2 separate regions of the Mus musculus genome follow, and region 2 is linked to region 1. Evidence: chromatin contacts called from public HiChIP or PLAC-seq data. All regions are on one chromosome and are shown on one strand. The core of a region is the stretch at or near the end of the contact, and the rest is flanking DNA. Distances in the headings are between cores, read along the strand shown. Region 1 overlaps Gm5544 (predicted gene 5544). Region 2 holds the start of Zfp697 (zinc finger protein 697).

What was found. HiChIP or PLAC-seq counts read pairs in DNA pulled down with a chosen protein or histone mark.
Region 2: an H3K4me3 HiChIP or PLAC-seq map of forebrain shows a contact between it and region 1, with 5 times the contacts expected there. The contact joins the promoter of Zfp697 here to the enhancer-like site in region 1. A contact is called at or near these places in 8 of 39 promoter capture datasets (3T3-L1-derived adipocytes, the C10 cell line, embryonic stem cells and 4 more), 1 of 15 datasets of contacts at CTCF or cohesin (the NIH/3T3 cell line), 3 of 115 datasets of contacts at active chromatin or transcription factors (bone marrow-derived dendritic cells, forebrain and pancreatic cancer cells) and 1 of 9 other capture datasets (embryonic stem cells).

What each region holds. Positions count from the first base shown.
Region 1 is chr3:97,938,069-97,940,614 of GRCm38.p6, forward strand. All of the region lies in intron 1 of Gm5544 (predicted gene 5544), which reads left to right. Among named protein-coding and RNA genes, the nearest start is that of Gm5544, 9.2 kb to the left of the region's middle. Within about 2 kb of position 1,268, at least 85 of the 459 cell types and tissues checked have an H3K27ac peak or open chromatin away from gene starts, as enhancers often do. A contact at or near this core is called in forebrain and neural stem cells, where this site is marked.
Region 2 is chr3:98,381,202-98,383,747 of GRCm38.p6, forward strand. It overlaps Zfp697 (zinc finger protein 697), which reads left to right and starts at 1,280. Exons shown (of 3, transcript NM_172863.4): 1 at 1,280-1,377. It also overlaps a transcript of Gm52610 not described here.

The DNA of each region.
Region 1 (2,546 bases), core at 18-2,517:
ATTATACCGGACAGATGTGTCACACCTTATCTGTTCATCAGCTGGTGGACAGCTAGGTTGTTTCCACTCTGTGCAGACTCTGTATAGACATGTTTGCACCTCTCTGGGGCACACACCTAGGAGTGGAATTGCTAGATCGTGGTAACTCCATCCTCGGGGTTCCGAGGGACTGTCAAGCCGTTTCAAAGGGGATGCTTCCATTGTATTTTCCCACCAGCAGCAATAAGGTCTATAATTTCTTTCTCCTCAGCAGTAATTGTTTCTCTGCGTGTTTTATTGTAGTCATGGTGGCGAGCAGAGCTCTCTGACCAGGCAGGGATTTGCTTTCTGTGACCTAATGACTTATCAGCCATTTCTATAATTACTTTGGAATAAAATTATAATCTTTTGCCCATTTTTATTTGCCTCTTTATTTTGTGATGCTGGGGGTTAGACCCAAGGCCTGGTGCACTGTAGTTAATCATTCTACCGCTGAGCTACATCCCTCACTCAGTGTCCTTTCACATTTTTGATTATTTGGCTTCTTATTATTGGGTTTTGTTTTGTTTTGTTTTTTGAGACAGGGTTTCTCTGTATAGTCCTGGCTGTCCTGGAATTCACTCTGTAGACCAGGCTGGCCTCGAACTCAGAAATCTGCCTGCCTCTGCCTCCCAAGTGCTGGGATCAAAGGTGTGCGCCACCACTGCCCAGCTTGGCTTCTTATTATTGGATTGTGAATATTTCAAGTACAAACCCCATATCTGGAATGGAATTCACCAGGTTAGTCTCTAGTCTCAAAGTCACTGGGGCCTATTTCCTGAGTACTGGGATCAAAGGTATGTGCCACCTCCAGACTCCTCCTTTCTCCTTCTTGTGTCCTTCAAAGCACAGATGTGTGCAATTTTAATGAAGTTCAAGATGTCACCTGTTATTTTGTCTTTTTTATCAGCTCGTGTCTTTCTGTTATAGTGAAGATCATCACGTGACTCAAGGCTGCTTAATATTCTAAGTTGTCTAGTTCTAGCTCAGATATTCAGGTCTACAATCCACTGGGAGCTTATTATTGTGCACGATATTAAGCATTTGTCCAAATCGATTCTTTTGTACATGGATATCCAGTCTTTCCAGTGGCTTTTCATTTGTTTAAGAGACCATCCCCCACCCTGTTGAATTCTTTTGGTGCCTTTGTCAAAATTCAATTGAGCATAACTGTTAGGGCTTGTGTTTCTGTCCCGCTGATCTGAGTGTGTTTACGCTGAATAGGTCTTGACTGCTGTAGCCTGGCAGTAAGGTTTCAGATTGGGAAGCCCGAGTCAACCAGCTTAACACTGCTGCTAACACTGCTGCTAACACTGCTGCTAATACTGCTACTAACACTGCTGCTGACACTGCTGCTAACACTGCTGCTAACACTGCTGCTAACAGAGTCTCCTGCACTTCCCCCATGAATCTTAGCATTAGCACCAGTCACAGGGAGACTCTAGAATTCACCAGAAAACTGATTCTAATAAGGAAAGTGCCCACCTCATACCTAGCGTAAAATTAGAAAAGGAAAATTGAGCAGGTAGGCTTTGGAGTTGAAGGAACGACAGGCCCTTTCAAAGAGCTCCCACTGATAGAGGCTGGGAATAAAAGAGCCAGAAAGTTTAGCAAGCCTCCCGCCCCCCAGAGAGGAATGTTTGTTCAGAGAGGGCAGTTTGAGCTAGCACCAGGGGATATTGTGAAAGATAATGGAAATGGCAAAGTCCATTGATCTCCCCAGAAGGCGAGAAAGTCTGAGTAAGCAGGGCCCTCCCTCAGGCTGCTGATTGTCTCAGAGGATTCTCTTCCACCCGGGGAAGCAGCTGCTGCCTGCTTTCTGCAGCTGAAAGACAAGAAACAAGTAATAAAGAAGAAATATCCTCTGCCTTTTCCTGCCTTCCTCTGTGAACACTGTAACCTCTGTCCTGCTTTGTTAAGTTTTCCCCTTTATATGTTCCCCCAAAAAGAAAGGAGAGAGAGAAAAGAAAGCCAGAGAGAGTCAGAGAAGAGAGGGAGGAAGTTAGAGATGCCGGGGGTAGGAGAGGATTCTGAATCTCGACAAATTAAGAGACCTGGTAGGTGAGGTTTGCACAGTAGGCAACGGCACTTCGCAGTGTGTCTGATGGCTTGGGTTCAATCACCAGCACCCGACAAAGGCAAAAGGAGAGAAGCAGGTTTACTGTCGTCCTCTGACCACCACAGGATCCCTGTGGCATGAGCCAATGACCCCAGCCACAATCAATCAGTCAGCCTCTCTCTGTCTCTGTCTCTCTGTCTCTTACACACACACACACACACACACACACACACACACACACAAAGGACCCCTGACCCTACTGTGTAATATAACAAAATGTCATTAATATTATACAAACAACATCCTGTGACTGTGTAATCTAACTTCTGGAAATTTGCCCCAGAGAAATAAGATATGCAAAAGCAGGGAGTGGGGATATTAATGACAGCATTGTCTATAATCATCTGCAAGGCTGGAAATATCCAAGTCTCCAAAACAGGAGCACGTTTCATGATGCCATGGCATGTAA
Region 2 (2,546 bases), core at 30-2,529, 440 kb after region 1:
TTCCTGCCATCCTTTGGTAAAATGACTCAGCTCAGCTTTTAGTCATTTAGTTTTTGTGTGTTTGCTTTTTGCTTTCAAGACAAAATTTTCCTGTTTAGCCCTGGCTGTCCTAGACCTCCCTCTGCAGACCAGGCTGGCCTATAACTCACAGAGATCTATCTGCTTCTGCCTCCTGGGTGCTGGGATTAAAGGTGTGCTCCACCATCCGGCTTGTCATTTAGGCTCTCACATATGTAATTCATGAAGTTTATTTTTTATCTCTCAATTACTTCTCTTAAAAAGAAGCCTGGGCAGAGGCCAACAGTGGAGAAAAGGGATGTCACCAGGCCAGGATCTAGGAATGATCAGCTCTGCATGGTTTTTAGGGCAAAAGTGCTAAGATCTTTAAGGAGCCTGGATACCAGAAGAGCAGCCAAATGTTTTTCTTAAACAGGCCACAGCCAGAGTCCTGACTGCATAGAGTTGTGGTTCTCAACCTTCCTAATGCTGCGACCCTTCATGTTGTGGTGACTCCTAACCATTATTTTCATTGCTACTTTATAATTTTGTTACTGTTTATCAACTGTAATGTTGATAAATATCTGTGTTTTCTGATGGTCTTAGGCCACTTCTGCGAGAAGACCATTTGATCCACAAGGGGTCGTGACAGACAGGTTGAGAAACACTGAGCTAGAGAACCTGGGAGGTGAAAAAGTTGGTAGATGGACAGAGCACTGGCCACGCATGCAGGGGGCTTTAAGGTAGATTAGCGCACAACAGAAACAAAGCAAAACAACAAACTCGGGTTGGTATACACCTGAAGAGTAGGAAGAAGAATCGCGGTGAGTTGTCTAGGTGAGTCCCAGGCTAGGCTGAGTGTCAGAGTATGCTCGCCTCCCCCAGCCTCACCTTATGGAAGACCATCTATTAGAAGAAGAAGCGGGGGTGGGGTGGGGTGGGGTGGGGTGGGGGAAGCCGACGTAAAGAGAGCATATCACAAAGTTCACTTCTAAAGAAAAGGCCGCTCGCACTGCGCGCCCAGGGCAGCAAGCGTGTGAGGGCAGCATGCGTCTGCAGGATCGCGACTCTACCAAGCGGCGGCGGGTCGGCCATCGGCTCCGAGCTACTACAGCCCGACAGGGTCCTCTCCTCCAGTCCTGGGGTCTGAGTAGAGCCCCCGTTGTTGCTGCGGTGGCAGGAAGTCTCGGTGAACTACAAATCGAGGCATGCTGGGAACATTCCCTGCTCCTCCCAGGAAATGTCCTTTGTCCAGCCCCACAGGAAGCCCCAGCGAGGAGGTAGTGGGCAGCCAGCCCGAGTGCCAGCCCGCGGTTGCATAGCCTCAGCACCGGGCGCCAGGCTTGGGCAGTGCGCTCAGAGCTGCCCGGCGCATCACAGGTAGGAGCGCTGCTGCGGCTGGGCGCGCCGGCTTCGCGGATAGGGAGCTGGGAACCTGAGCTGATCATCTAGGGGCTGGGATGTGTGCTGTGGCTGAGCTGCCGCGCGAAGCTGTCCTTCGCACACTGGACTGTGGTCCGCCACCCCGTGGGCTCAGGAACCAAGGACAGAAGGGGACCCTTCGTGTCCTATAGCTGGGTTGAGCTCCCTTTGGTCTCTGTGGCGAGGGGAGGGGAGGAGGAGGCTGAGACTGCGCTGCCAGAGCAAGTCGGACCGTCCCACAGACCACCGAAGGGGGCATCAGAGACCCTGGGAGACCAAGCCCAGGGAGGAGCTTGCAAGACAAGCAGAAGGTGAAAGGCTTTGTGTGCATCGGTGCATCAGCTTAGATCGTGCTCCCTTTGCCTACTAAGTCAGTGCCCCCAGCCCCACTGTGAGGAAGGGGATGAAGGCGGGGACTTTGCGAAGGTCAGCAGGTTCATTTTGGCCCTTGTGAAACGTGTCTGTTACCTGCTCCTCCCATCTGTCTGACCGATTCGGATTGCCACCTGGGGGCTGCGATCGGACTGGGAGAAAGGTACAATGAGGACCTGCGAAAGGAAGGCTGAGCTAGCCAGCCGCGCGTGGCTCAGGAGGGGTCGTTGTCTGGTTTTGCTAGAATCCCCAACCACAAATATCCACGTTGGCTGATCATGGGCAGGTGGTGGACAGAGCTGGAGCCTGCGGCCAGAGAGCTTATTGAGGCTCAGGTGGCCTGGGGTGAGGCATATGTTAGCATGAGGGATGGTGAAGAGGAACAGTGAGACAGAGACCCTGGATGTACCTTACAGCCAGAGCACACAATAGCAGGTCTCTAGAACGGGACTTTAAGACTTCCTCTGGGACTTCCTCTGATTTAACCTTTATTTTCTTAACCACGCCCCCATCCCCCCCCCGCAGTGAATCAGCCACCCCCCACATGAGTATGAGGCATAATTTAATTTAGTGCTGTAATCCTGCCTGTTGAGTCAGGCTCCGTTGGCTGTCAGCATTCCCATATAGTGGGTCTCTTCCCAAGAGACCGTTGTGGTAAATGTGGCAATAGCTAGCGAGTTGGTGGTCTTTGTGAGCTGCTATGGACAAATGGGCAAGTTTAAACACAACCGGAGTGTGACTCCCATAAGGGAATT